Regions from separate parts of the Rattus norvegicus genome. Here regions 1, 2 and 4 are each linked to region 3. Evidence: chromatin contacts called from public Hi-C data. All regions are on one chromosome and are shown on one strand. The core of a region is the stretch at or near the end of the contact, and the rest is flanking DNA. Distances in the headings are between cores, read along the strand shown. Region 1 overlaps Gde1 (glycerophosphodiester phosphodiesterase 1). Region 2 has its middle 51 kb from the start of Smg1. Region 3 holds the start of Syt17 (synaptotagmin 17). Region 4 holds the start of Tmc7 (transmembrane channel-like 7).

Evidence for each region. Hi-C and Micro-C count contacts between places; a contact is called where the count stands out from the background.
Region 1: a contact with region 3 is called in a Hi-C map of Schwann cells, with 4 times the contacts expected there. The contact joins the enhancer-like site here to the promoter of Syt17 in region 3. A contact is called at or near these places in 3 of 12 Hi-C or Micro-C datasets (the A7r5 cell line, Schwann cells and frontal cortex).
Region 2: a contact with region 3 is called in a Hi-C map of the A7r5 cell line, with 3 times the contacts expected there. The contact joins the enhancer-like site here to the promoter of Syt17 in region 3. A contact is called at or near these places in 12 of 12 Hi-C or Micro-C datasets (the A7r5 cell line, the Rat2 cell line, Schwann cells and 7 more) and 1 of 1 datasets of contacts at active chromatin or transcription factors (oligodendrocytes).
Region 4: a Hi-C map of Schwann cells shows a contact between it and region 3, with 4 times the contacts expected there. The contact joins the promoter of Tmc7 here to the promoter of Syt17 in region 3. A contact is called at or near these places in 3 of 12 Hi-C or Micro-C datasets (the A7r5 cell line, Schwann cells and mammary epithelial cells).

The regions. Positions count from the first base shown.
Region 1 is chr1:182,449,544-182,452,579 of GRCr8, forward strand. It overlaps Gde1 (glycerophosphodiester phosphodiesterase 1), which reads right to left. Exons shown (of 6, transcript NM_032615.2): 6 at 1,639-2,228. The coding sequence ends at 2,081. Among named protein-coding and RNA genes, the nearest start is that of Gde1, 15 kb to the right of the region's middle. Within about 2 kb of position 1,483, at least 1 of the 93 cell types and tissues checked has an H3K27ac peak or open chromatin away from gene starts, as enhancers often do. A contact at or near this core is called in Schwann cells, where this site is marked.
Region 2 is chr1:182,027,122-182,030,298 of GRCr8, forward strand. No RefSeq gene overlaps it. Among named protein-coding and RNA genes, the nearest start is that of Smg1, 51 kb to the left of the region's middle. Within about 2 kb of position 1,715, at least 12 of the 93 cell types and tissues checked have an H3K27ac peak or open chromatin away from gene starts, as enhancers often do. A contact at or near this core is called in the A7r5 cell line, where this site is marked.
Region 3 is chr1:182,193,892-182,197,067 of GRCr8, forward strand. Syt17 (synaptotagmin 17) reads right to left here and starts at 1,897. Exons shown (of 8, transcript NM_138849.2): 1 at 1,798-1,897. The coding sequence starts at 1,812.
Region 4 is chr1:182,338,349-182,341,333 of GRCr8, forward strand. Tmc7 (transmembrane channel-like 7) reads right to left here and starts at 1,599. Exons shown (of 16, transcript NM_001191950.2): 1 at 1,473-1,599. The coding sequence starts at 1,536. LOC120099917 (a long non-coding RNA gene) reads right to left here. Exons shown (of 3, transcript XR_005499406.2): 3 at 1,814-2,985.

The DNA of each region.
Region 1 (3,036 bases), core at 233-2,732, 260 kb after region 3:
GTTGCCACTTACTGCTATGTCTGTTGGTGCTGGCCTGCAATCTCAGCACTTGGGAACCTGAGAGATTTTAAGTTTATGGCTACCCTGAATAACTTAGTGGACTCTGTCTTAAAGGAGCTAGAGTGCCAGTTAAGAGACTAGCTTACAGCGTTGCTAACCAAGCCTGATGACCTGAATTCAATCTCTGGAACCCACGTGGTGTGAAGACTCTGGCAAGCCTGTCCTTTGAGCTCCAGGTGTGTGCCAGGTGTACTACGCACACAGTAGATGTAATTTGAAAATTTTGCTTTTTGAGATGGGGTTTCTCTATGTAGTCCTGGCTCTCCTGGAACTCACTTTGTAGACCAGGCTGGCTTTAACTCAGAGACCTGCCTGCCTCTGATTCCAGACTGCTGGGATTAAAGATGTGTACCACTTGGGGCTGGAGAGACGGTTCAGTGGTTATGAGCACTGACTGCTCTTCCAGAGAGAGGTCCTGAGTTCAATTCCTAGCAACCACATGGTGGCTCACAGCTATCTGTAATGGGATCTTGGTGCCTTCTTCTGGTGTACAGGCAGAACACTACATAATAAATAAATAAATAAATAAATAAATAAATAAATAAATAAATAAATAAATATCTTTAAAAAAAAAATGTGAACCACTGGGGCTGGAGAGATGGCTCAGTGGTTAAGAGCATGAACTGCTCTTCCAGAGGTCCTGAGTTCAAATCCCAGCAACCCCATGGTGGCTCACAACCACCTGTAATGGGATCTGATGTCCTCCTCTTCTGGTGTGTCTGATGACAGCTACAGTGTACTTATATATAATAAATAAAATCTTTAAAAAAAAAAAAAGATGTGTATCACCACACCTGGCTTAATTTTAAATTTGTTTACAAAGAGGCCTAGTGATAGAACTCTGGCAGAAGGCTTACTTACCACATGTAAAGCCTAGGTTGAATTTCTAGCATCACAAAAAACCCAAAACCTTAAGGGCTGGTGAGAGGGCTCAACGTGGTGCCTGCTACAAGCCGAATGATCTGAGTTCAATGCCAGGGACCTCCCCCACCTCGACCCCTCCCCCACACATGCAAACACCAAATTACTAAGTTCCCAACAAAAGCCCTGTTTGTTCACGCAGGATGGTGAGGACCTGGAACTGGACACTGACTGGACTGCATCATGGACTCAGGTGTGCAACTGTGGTGCCTCTGCTTCCTCATCTCTAAAGATGGCGCCAACATATCCACAAGCTTTTCCCCAGGGCTGCAGATGAGTGTGCATGCAAATGCCTCATCTAGTTCCTAGTCTAGAGCAAAAAAAGGAACACTAGTTCTCCTGAGGCCCGGCTGAGGCTGTGTCCCTGCTGTTCTGAGGCTGCCACCAGTCTGTGCATCTTCCTTTGAGAAATGAAGAGCAGCCCAGATCCTTAGACGTGCCCTCCAGGTTCTCATCTAGGAACCAGCCTGTGCTTGAGCTTCCAAACAAGCTGGGACAGCTGCCGCTCTGTCCCCTGGTGGTCGGAAGTGTTTACAACAAGTCTTAAAACTAAAGGCCTCCAGTGTGCCCAGAGCAGCTCCCCTCTCCCTTCTCCCCAGAGTCACCCCAGAGTCCCAGACGCTGTAGGACCAGAAGTGTGGTACAGTTTGCCCTCTGTTCACCTTTCAATGATTTTATTAGTATGGTCACAAGTTTGACACCTACATGTCGCCATTAACAGAGCTGACGACAAATATTGGAAATAAGTGAATTACTGAAGTATGGCAAGATTTAAAATGTCAACTTGGAGTGATCATGCAAGCCCATGCATTGGTGCCTGCGCCCTAATTGCAGGACCCACTCTGCTCATCCTTGTGGCTCTGTACCCTCAGCGGGGTTGGGTAGGGCCACCCTGCCTTTTCACAGATCCAGAATTTTAAGGGCAAGTGTGGAGCCTTCCTTGGAGCATGGTCGCCATGCCTGGTTTCTGCTTGGGGTAAAACTGTGGCTATTGCTAGTATGAGCCGCAGGATTCCCAGGGCTTGTGCTAACAGAGTGTTCTCGTGTCCCTGCAAAAGGCCTCCAGGCAGTTTTGCATCTGTGTTTCCTCCTGGGGAGTCTAGAAGTGAGGTGCACAGTCTTCCAGCATGCTGTCAGTGATGTAGCTGGACCCAAGGTGGGACTCGTAGTAATTCTTTTCATCAAAGGTATTGACAGTCCAACTAACAACCTGGATTCCTTTGGCTGACCACTTCTTCAAATAGTCCCTGGAGAAAAGGGGAAACGGGTGGTGTTAGATTGACCAGCTGTCCCTGGAACTGAGAGCTCAGAGCATGTGTCAATGGTTCCCTAAGAGCCCAGCTGGCCTCCCACTGCAGTCAGAAGGCTGGGAAGCAGGTGTGGCCTGTGTGTGCCTGCTTTACATTGTCCCAGCTCAAACAGGTCACGCTCACCAGTCTGTTCATCCCATACTGCCCGCTTCTCTCTGTGCTGCAGAAGCCTCCCTCTCAGGCCACCAGAACAAGCTCCTCCACAACGTACTGACGAGCTCTCCGTCCTCCATTCCTGGGTAAGAAGAGCATTCCAAGCTCTCCCTCAAGGCTTTCTTCCTTGCAGTTCACGGGCAGAGCTTAGTTTGCTCCTGCCCCATATCCTGGTGAACAGCTGATAATTCCTGAAAGTGTACTGACTTTATCCCAGCTTATACAATATAAAAGCAGTTGTTGGGACACAAACCAGACACACACCTTCAAACAGCAAGACTAGAACAATCACATTTTCTCACAGATTCACAGGTCCAACATGACTCAGTGACTTCCAGGCTCACAGCCCACACTCCAGAACTGGTAATTTCTCAAGACGAATGAGCTACCCGGATGTAGCTGAGACGTCCTCAAGAAAGATGCCACATAACCATCTGTGAGGCCAGGTCAAAGGGACACAGGTGTGAGCTCCCACCCCCACCATGACTCCCACTTCCTCCTGTGGTCCCACAGCACTGGCCCCCCTGACAGCAGCAGGCCTGGATATCCTTTACCCACTGGATGATGGAGAGGCTGGAGGTTGACCCTGGGC
Region 2 (3,177 bases), core at 465-2,964, 170 kb before region 3:
GAACTGGCTCTGTAGACCAGGCTGGCCTCCACCTCACAGAGATCCACCTGCAGATACCTCCCACATGCTGGGGTTAAAGTTGTGAACCGCTATACTATACACTAGACTTTTAAACGGACTTTAGAAAGCGATTTTAGAAGAACAGTAGCAAGTTTACAGGAAAACGGAACAGAAACTACAGGGGCTTCCCATGTGGGCCCGGCCTCCCTCTGAACTCCCTCACAGTCTAGCAGAGAGGTACAGCTGGTGGACTGACATCAGCTCATTGCAGTCGTTCACTGAAGTCCGTAGAGTGCATCAGGCCACTCTTGGTTTGCACATCCTGTGGGTTTCACGGATGCACGCTCTGCATGTGTCTAGTCTATTAAAAAGGTGGCCCTTTAAAACACACCTGTGCTCTACAGTCTTCCTTCCCATCCTGATGATAAGTTTGGTTTCTGTTTTGAATTTCAGGAAGGGATCAAACCTTATCTGACTGTCTTATTATAAACATTTTCAAACTTCTATAACGTTTAGAAAGGACTGACACCAGGCTGGTTACAATGACTCAGAAGTGATGAGCAGGCCCAGAGCCTCTCACGAGCTTCTGTAACCGAAGTTCCAAGGGATCCATCGCCCTCTTCTGGTCTCCGTGGGTACTGCATGCGCGTGATGTATGGGGGAAACACACCCGAAGACATAAATAACATTTAAAAATAAACTAGAAAAGGACAGACATGAGGATGACCAATAGGCCTTTTGCTAAGTCCATCAGTTTGCCGGAGCTGTGGCGCAGTGGCACTTACCCGGTGGGAGACCCTGTTCTGTCCCCGGCATCTTATGGACCTTGCCATTGTAACTGAAGAGGAAACTCTACAACGCAGAGGAGCTGAGGATATCCGGTGTCCTGAAATCCTATGGCTATTTTTGAAAAATTTTCATCACTGAGGAAACCCTCTATGAAGCAGTTCCTCTTCATTACTGCCCCAGGAAACCATTAATGTGTCTTTTGTTTGCGTGGGTGTCTCTTCTGGACATCTTACTATGAGTTGTGACCTCTCATGGCTGGTTTTGTTTTTTTTTTTTTTTTTACTCCTACAAAAACGCCTCCTGAAAGGAGGAAGGTTCCTGACCACGGCTGGTCCATCATTTCGGGGATGAAAGGTGTCAGGAGCCTGAAGCAGCTGGTTCTTTGTATCCACAGTCGGAAGCAGAAAGCAAGGAATTAACGCACACATGCTAGTGCTTGGCTTGCTCTCTCTGTTTTACACAGTCCAGGATCACCACTCAGGGAATGGTCTCCATCACAATTAAGATGAATCCACCCACATCAACAAACTTAAGACAGTTCCCACAGACAATTCTCAGAGGCTCTCATAGGTGTGCCTGGGGGCTGCCTCTGAGCTGTCAAGTTGACAGTTTATACTATCACCCCCACCCCCACCCCCAAACACACACGGACAGACCTCACTCCAGTCTTCCGTGGACATTTGAGTTGATCCTACTCTTTGGTGATTGTGAACAGCGTAGGTTTTTGTTTACTTCATGCCCCACCTCCCTCACAGTGGCTTAAAAAGCACAGGCTAAGGTTGAACCGAGGGTTAATTATTTCTATTCCCTTCCTTACATAATGGTCACTTCCAAAAGGCTTGCAGATGCTGAACGGCAGAGGCAGCAGCAGAGGAAAACAAGAAGCAGGGAAGGGTGGGGGAGAAACGGCCGTTTTCTACCTTCTGTGCTTGAACCAGTGAGTTGTAGTGGCTGGAGAGGGTGTGTTTCCGCCAGTGTCTGTGGGAGTAGCTTAACTATCATCAGACAAAATGACATATTAAGATGTTGGGAGATGTAAATCAAAGCTAGGAAAAGGCAGGACCCACCTACTAGACTCCGGAGAGAAGGTCATTAAAATCCAATTGTCTCTCCACATTAAATTGCTCAAGTTAGGAGGAACCTATTTTAAATAAAGAGAAAGAAAATAGAGCGAGAGGGTAATTTCTTTTTAATTGTTGATACAATTCAGAATAAATTAAATTGTAATTAAGTGTGTTTACTTATGAGGAGAGGAAGTGTGGGCGCTCTGTAGGGGCCTCTTCAGTCTTTTGAAAATAAAACCGCTTTGTTTTTCCCCCATGCTTCTTGGGGAGCATCCAAGTCCGTCGCTACTTCAGCTGCTACGGCGCGGCCTCTAGTGGCCATGTGTGGAATTTCGGGCAACAAGTCTCTTCCAAGAGGGGCGGGCAGGCCTTCGGGTTCTCAGGAAATGATCTGCAAACTAAGCCCAGCTTTTTTTTTTTTTTTTTTTTTTTTTTTTTTTTAAAGGCATGATCTGATATCTGATTTTGTAGCCTAGACTTGTCTTGAACTCATGGTCTTCCTTAAGACTGGGGATGTAGCTCGGGTTTTACAATGCTTGCCTAGCATGCAGAAAGAAAGCCCTTTTTTCCAACTAGACCACTGTGTGTGTGTGTGTGTGTGTGTGTGTGTGTGTGTGTGTGTGTGTGTGTGTGTTCATCACGTAAGAGGTAAAGATCGAAAAAGCTCAGAGATCAGAAGTTCAAGGTCATCCCTCAGATATTTAGAAACTAAGAACCCGGGGTTGGGGATTTAGCTCAGTGGTAGAGCGCTTGCCTAGAAAGTGCAAGGCCCTGGGTTCGGTCCTCAGCTCCGAAAAAAAGATAGAAAGAAAGAAAGAAAGAAAGAAAGAAAGAAAGAAAGAAAGAAAGAAAGAAAGAAAGAAACTAAGAACCGGGAGGTGATATGGAACCGCTTGGCACTTGGGAAGCAGAGACAGGCACATTTCTGTGAGTTGGAGGGCAGCCTGGTTTACAGAGCAAGTTACAGGACATCCAGGACTACACAGATAGACCCTGTCTGGAAAAAATAAGATAAAACAAAGCAGAAAGAAAGAAAGAAAGAGAGAGAGAGAGAGAGAGAGAGAGAGAGAGAGAGAGAGAGAGAGAAAAGCTTCCAGGCTACGTGAATAAAGAAAAAGAAAGGGAGGGCTGGAGAGGTAGCTCAGAGGTTAAGAGCACTGGCTGATCTTCAAGAAGACCCGGGTTCAATTCAGCACCCACACGGCAGTTCCCAACTGATTTCCAGTTCCAGAAAATCCAGCACCCTCACACAGACATACATGCGGGCAAACTACAAATGCACATAAAATACAAATAAATCATTTTATAAAGAAAAAAGGGAGGG
Region 3 (3,176 bases), core at 647-3,146:
ACCTGATTCAAGCCAGGAATCATGAAGAGAAAACCCCAGGCACACAGAAGGAACAGAGGAAACACAGAGGTCAGCAGACTCCAGCTCACTCAAACCAGCCCCACCATTGGCTGGTACACAATCTTCAAACAGAGAAGACTCCTGCATTTCCAGACGTTCAGAAAGTATCTGAAACTCATTGACCAAAATACACCAAAGCTTTGTGGGTGCATAGCCATGTCCACTCTCTGACCTCCTTTTGTGCTTGCTTTTTTTACTGTTTTCCCAATTGAAAAACTGTGACCAAAGAAAAAGAATATTACTCTCTGTGTGCTGTAAAAGTTCAAAGGCTTTTCTCTAAGAGGGAAGCCAGGACTATTGAGATGTTTGATTTAAACATCTTCCTCCCGGTCTACAGTTTAGATCCCACCTTGACCGTTAAGTAGCAGTGTGGCCTTGACAAATGACTTAACTTCTCTGTGCTGACATATTGTTTAGGTAGCTGAATGCTGTGACCTACTGCTGTAATCCCAGCATCAGAAGACAGAGGCAGGGGAATCACAGGCTAGCCTGGGCTACATAGCAAAGATCCTGCCTCAGAAAAAGAAAATGTATAATTCAATGAAGAACCATAAAAGCCAGTCTCACTGTTCTATGCTCACTCTCTTGGGCATCAGAGGGGGCAAGGACTGCTACCTATGTCCTCAATGCTGGTCCATAATTGGTGTCAGCCAAGTGTTGATGAATGACTATTGAATACATATGCCAACAACTTTCAGGACACAGATGTACAGTAAGTGTGACCTTCATTGAACTTGAAACCAGAACCTAGGTAATCCATGAAAAGGCACATCATTCCGGGGGATCAAAGCTAGAGGAGGAGAGGGTCTGGTTCCACCAGGTGACAGACCATCTGAAGAACTGGAACAAGGGAGCAGAAGAGTTGGGGGGTGGGGTCCCCACTCTGCTCCTGGGAGCCACTCTGCTCCTCTCCCCTAGGGGCAAGCAGCCTTAGAAGCCCGAAGCTCTTCTGGGTCTGTTTGCCAGGTGGGGTGGAAGTCTGACCGTGTGACCTTGGAGTGACCTGTCATTACTTCACAATTTGTAAAGAAACTGGTTTCTTTGCCAATCAACACAGTTCATCCCCACCCTCTAAAGGAGTGGCGGGCGGAGTGGGGGTGCGGGTACTTGGTATTTCTCCTGGTTCTGGGAGTCTTGTGGGCGCTCTGTGGGAGGCATGGGGGGCTGTCCTGCATTCTCAGACAGAGTAACCGTCCCTACTTCCCTCACCAGTGTGCTCTGGCCTCTGGATGTCCCCACCCCTCTGCACCCAGCGCCCGGGCGAACGATGTCCTTGTCCCTCCAGGTCTGAACAGCTGCCTCCAGCTGGCTCCACCGACCAATTAGCCCGAGCCGTCACCACGGCAACGGGCGCTGGCGGGCCGGGTGGCTGGCATGCCCCGGGCCGCCCTCCCGCTGCCCCTCCTCTCGGGTGGGTACCAGGGGGCCCGGAGATGGTGAGTTACAAAGTCACCCAGCGGTCTCCCCTCCCAAGGAGGCAAGTGCGAGGGTGCAGGTCCTACGCAGGGCCCTCCATACCGAAATCTGGGGTCCCCTGCCCAGCTCCAGAACACGCACAGGTGCCTGCTCTGGGGCACCCGTTGTTTTGTTGTTTTTTTTGTGTGTGTGTGTTTTGTTTTTATTTTTTCCAGTAAGTTTGTGGGAGCTGGGTTGTGCACACTCCCGCGGCGCGCGCTCCCAGCGGAGGGGGCGCGGTCCCCGGTATTCCCTGGCCGTCGCCCCCAGCCACCGTCCTACCTGGATGTACGCCATCTTCGCCCGCGCTCACTCACTCCGGCCCGGGCATGGCGTCGCCACAGCCCCTTTGCCCTCGCCGGTCCGGCGAGGTGGCACGGCCAGCCAGCAAGACATCAGTGGGCGGCCGGGTGGCCCCAGACGTGACTGGCGTGGCTGATGAGCGGCGCCCGCCCCTCCGCCGACCGCCCCGTCCTTGCCCAGCCCTGCGGGGCCGCCTCCCTGGAGCGCAGAACCTGGATGCCCAAGGTCCTCCGGTTCGGTCTCTGGTGGGCCGGCACTGACACCCCAACCTTGGAGTGCTTCCTGGTTGCAAAAAAGCTGGGGCGCCTGGCCAGGGAGCCCGGGGCGAGCCGCGGGGACTGCGGCGACCCCGGCGCAGGCGGGGCCGGCGACGCTGGGGCCCGAGCGCGGGAGGCGGGGGAGGGGATTGGGACCTCAAAGGGGTGGATGGGGGCGGTGCCCGGGTCAGTGCTGCGGGCAGGCAATAGAGTGGCACCTATCCCTCCCTGATCGACAGCAGGGTTTTCGGGCGACTGCGAGGCGGAGGCGACACCGCGCTGCTGGCTGTGGGGTCTGGAGTTGGAGGATCCCCTCCAACCCGCCCTCTCCCTGAGCGGCTTGGCGAAAGTTTTATACCAGCCGCACCCGACGCGCCTAGAACCCGGCTGTAGAGTGTGTAGAGGCTGAAGGGCAGGAGCCACCTATTTAGGGTGGACCTGGCAGCCACCCCCCCCCCAGGACAGTGCTGTGGCAGGGGGATGCTCATCCTCGCTGGGCTCTGCGTGGGCCCCTTTACCCTAACCCGCCCGACTGACCAGGACGCAACAGGTCTAGCGCAGGGCGGCCGCGCAGCGCCACCTAGCGTTTGGCTGCGCCTGGGGGCGTGACTCGGCCCGATGGCAGCTGGGTCCAGTGACCCGGTCCTGTCGTCGCGGTTTGGCTTCTTCTGCCGGCCCTTCGGGGTGGGCCCCAGCACTGGAAGATCCACTAGCACATCTCCCAGCTCAGGGTCTCCATCGCAAGGTCACCGAGTTTGGCGCAACCCTCCAGCAAAGGACGTGAAGTGGAACGTGGTCCTCCTTAGGTTTCTATTTTTCCATGCCGGGCAGCTGGTGTCGCTGCTCACCAGTTCATCAAGCTTGTCATTTCAATCTCTTGGCGTCCTGCCTTTTCACCATTAAAAATGGGGTCCAATTTCTGCCTAGCCTAGCTTCTAGGGGAGATAAGCGAGTTAAAAAAAAACACAAATAATTAAGTATGTAATGTACACGAGGAAAAATCTGGCATTTGGGAGTACGACATTTGTAGCACAGCATCCGACATGTTGAATAACTCATCCGCTGAGCCATCACCTTCATCAGAGCAGCTGTTCTATTTGC
Region 4 (2,985 bases), core at 349-2,848, 140 kb after region 3:
AGCATCAGGAAGCAGAGGCAGGACTCCAAGGCCAACCGGGATCACACAAAGTTAGTCTCAAAATAAATAAATAAATAAATAAATAAATAAATAAATAAATAAAAATAAAAATAAAAAACCAAACAAAAAACAAAAAACAAAAAACAAAAACAAGCAAGCAAAAAACCAAAGCAATGGTTGGGGATTTACCTCAGTGGTAGAGCACTTGCTTAGCAAGTGCAAGGCCTTGGGTTCGATCCCCAGCTCCGAAAAAAAGAAAAGAAAAGAAAAGAAAAAAGTAAAAGGAACTGGGGAATGTAGTTCTGAGGGAGAGCTCTTGTCTCTCATGATGTGTAAAGCTCTGAGATTTACCCCAGTATTTCAAAACAAACAAAAACTTGCAGATATCCAAGGGGATGGAGAGGCAGCTCAGTGATAGGGGCCCAGGAGTCACTTAGAGTAGCCCTTCAACTCTCAGCAAAGACCCAAAAACTGGGAGCAGTGTGACCGACCAAGCGGGAAGATCAATGGAAGCCAACCAGAAAAGACTTAGCTTTCACAGTGCAGCATGGTGTCCTGGGATGGCTGGAAAACTCAACAGGAGACACGCCCTTAGCCCCTCACTGGGGGACTCCAGGCCTCTGGCTGGAATTAGCAGCCGTCAGCAATGCTAGGACTGAGCTAGGGGGAAAATAAACTATCATAGAGCTTCGCCTGTTTTGTTTTGTTTTTTTGTTTTTTGTTTTTTGTTTTTTTCCTGCTTCCAACGCATTGTCCCAGGATTGGGTCTTTCTTCTGGAAGTTGAAGAGACCAAAGCCCTCTCGCTGAGCTTTGCCTTGGTAGATCCAATCTCACTCAAACTCAGACTGCAGATAACATTGTGAGTTCTGGCTCAGGGAAGAAACAAAATAAATAAAAACTACAAGGAAGCCTGCCTGAAGGGGTTGGCAGCTCTACTATATCTACTGGGCGGTGTCTTTACACATTTCTGTAAAATCTCAGGAAGCTGTATAACTGACTGTATATTTAACACAACTAGAAAGAAAATTTTCCTGTACTCAGTAAGCTGCCATTAACTGTTGTCTTACTATGATCGGGGCTGTGCTGGCATTTATTAATATTTTCACTGTTCTTCAGCCAATCTGAGGCTCAGAGAGGGCAAGTCACTTGGCAAAATTCACACAGCAATAAAGACCAGAAACAGATTGGCTTCCATGTGGGTATAAAGGGAATATCTAGGGGCCAGCCTCTGGGTCAGGCAGGTTGTCACAATCTTTTCACAGAATAGATACCATGGCGATCTAGAGGCTGGCCTGGGTCCGAGAGTCGTCGTGTGGAAAGTGAGGACTGCCTCCTCAGCTCGGCCGGCAGGGCAAGGGGAGCCTCCTCGCCCGGCACGTCCGCTGCCCACCGCTTTCCCCGCAGCGGTATCCCGCGGAGGACCAGGACGGCCACCCTGTCGCCCCGCACGCCTGGTCCCGCCGCAACCTACCTGGGTGTACGGCTCGCTGCCGGCTGGACCCGTGGCCCGGGTCGCCCGCGTTGCCCTCGCTCATCACGGCTCGGCGAGGACCCTCCAGCCGCCTGGACCCGCGGCCCCGCCTCTTCGGGTTCCGGATGACGTCACAGAGGCGGGCGGGGCCGTTCCCACGGGCGCAGGGTGGGGACCAGCTACCTTCTGGAGCCTCCCTCTTCTTTTTCAGTCTCCTTCTCCCCTATGCCTCGGTCCCTCCCCTCCTTCCCCTCCTCTTTCCTACTCTCCCACTGTTCACTCTCCTCCCTTTTACCCCTTCCCCTCCCCTTTCTCCTCCCCTCCCTCCCTCTCTTCTGGTACTGTGAGACCCAGGTTAGCCTTGAGCTCCTAATCGCTTGCTTCCACCTCCCAAGTGCTTGCATTACAAGCCCCACTATTGTAAATTGTCATTTGGTAGCAAGTGTGGAACAGAAAGTGTGGAACATTGCCATTGGATTCGTGTGTGTGTGTGTGTGTGTGTGTGTGTGTGTGTGTGTGTCCACACTTAACTAAGACAGTCGGAATGTACCGTACACTATATACCAATGTATGTGTAGATAGCTGTCTAGAGGGTGCAGTCAAACTGATCCACTTGCATGGTTACCTGAGGGAAGGGCAGGTGGGGGGAGGATTTGCTACATATGTTCTTTCTAGAAATGTTCTCATTTCACCAACACCCCATACATATTCATGTATGGCTAAAACAATGAATTGGGTCAGTAAGATGAATCACAGGTAAAGGTGTTTGCCATCAAGCCTGCCAGCCTGAGTTCTAGCTTTAGAATCCACACGGTAGACGGAGAAGACAGACTCCCACAGATGTCCCCTGCAGGGGAAAAAGAAATGCAAATAAATGAAATTTGGAAAATATTCTTTTAAAGAAGAAAGTGGGGCTTTAGAGATGGTTCATTGATTAAGAGCACTTCCTGCCCTTCCAGAGGATTGAGGTTCAATCCCCAGTGCCCACAACCACCTTGAGCTCCAGCTCCGGGGTCTCTCTTCTGATCTCCACAGGCCCCTGCGTGAACATGGCATATGTTCGTGCAAACACACATGCACATAAATAAAAAGTTAAAAAAAAAAAAAAAGGCTTGGGAGACCGATAGATCTGTAAATGTGAGCCAGTCTGATTTACATAGAAAGTTTCAGGCCAGCCAGGGCTACATAGTCATAACCCCTCAGGAAGGAGGAGGAAGAGGAGGAAGAAGAGGAGGAGGAGGAGGAAGAGGAGGAGAAAAGAAATGGGACTTGATGGGTGGAGTTGCTGTCCCACCTCAGGAGGCTGAGGTGGGAATATGGTCTTAGCCCAAGAATTGAAGGTCAGCCTGGACAACATACAAACCTCAACAAAGAAAGGAGAAATGGAGGGGAGGAGGTGCAGAGAAGGGCAGGTGGCAACGAGGCAGAGCAAGACTGCTATTTTGAGAATTACTAAAAGGCTCAGACGCCAGCTGGCACTGGAGACATTTAGCGGTGGCAGTGAAGGCAGCCA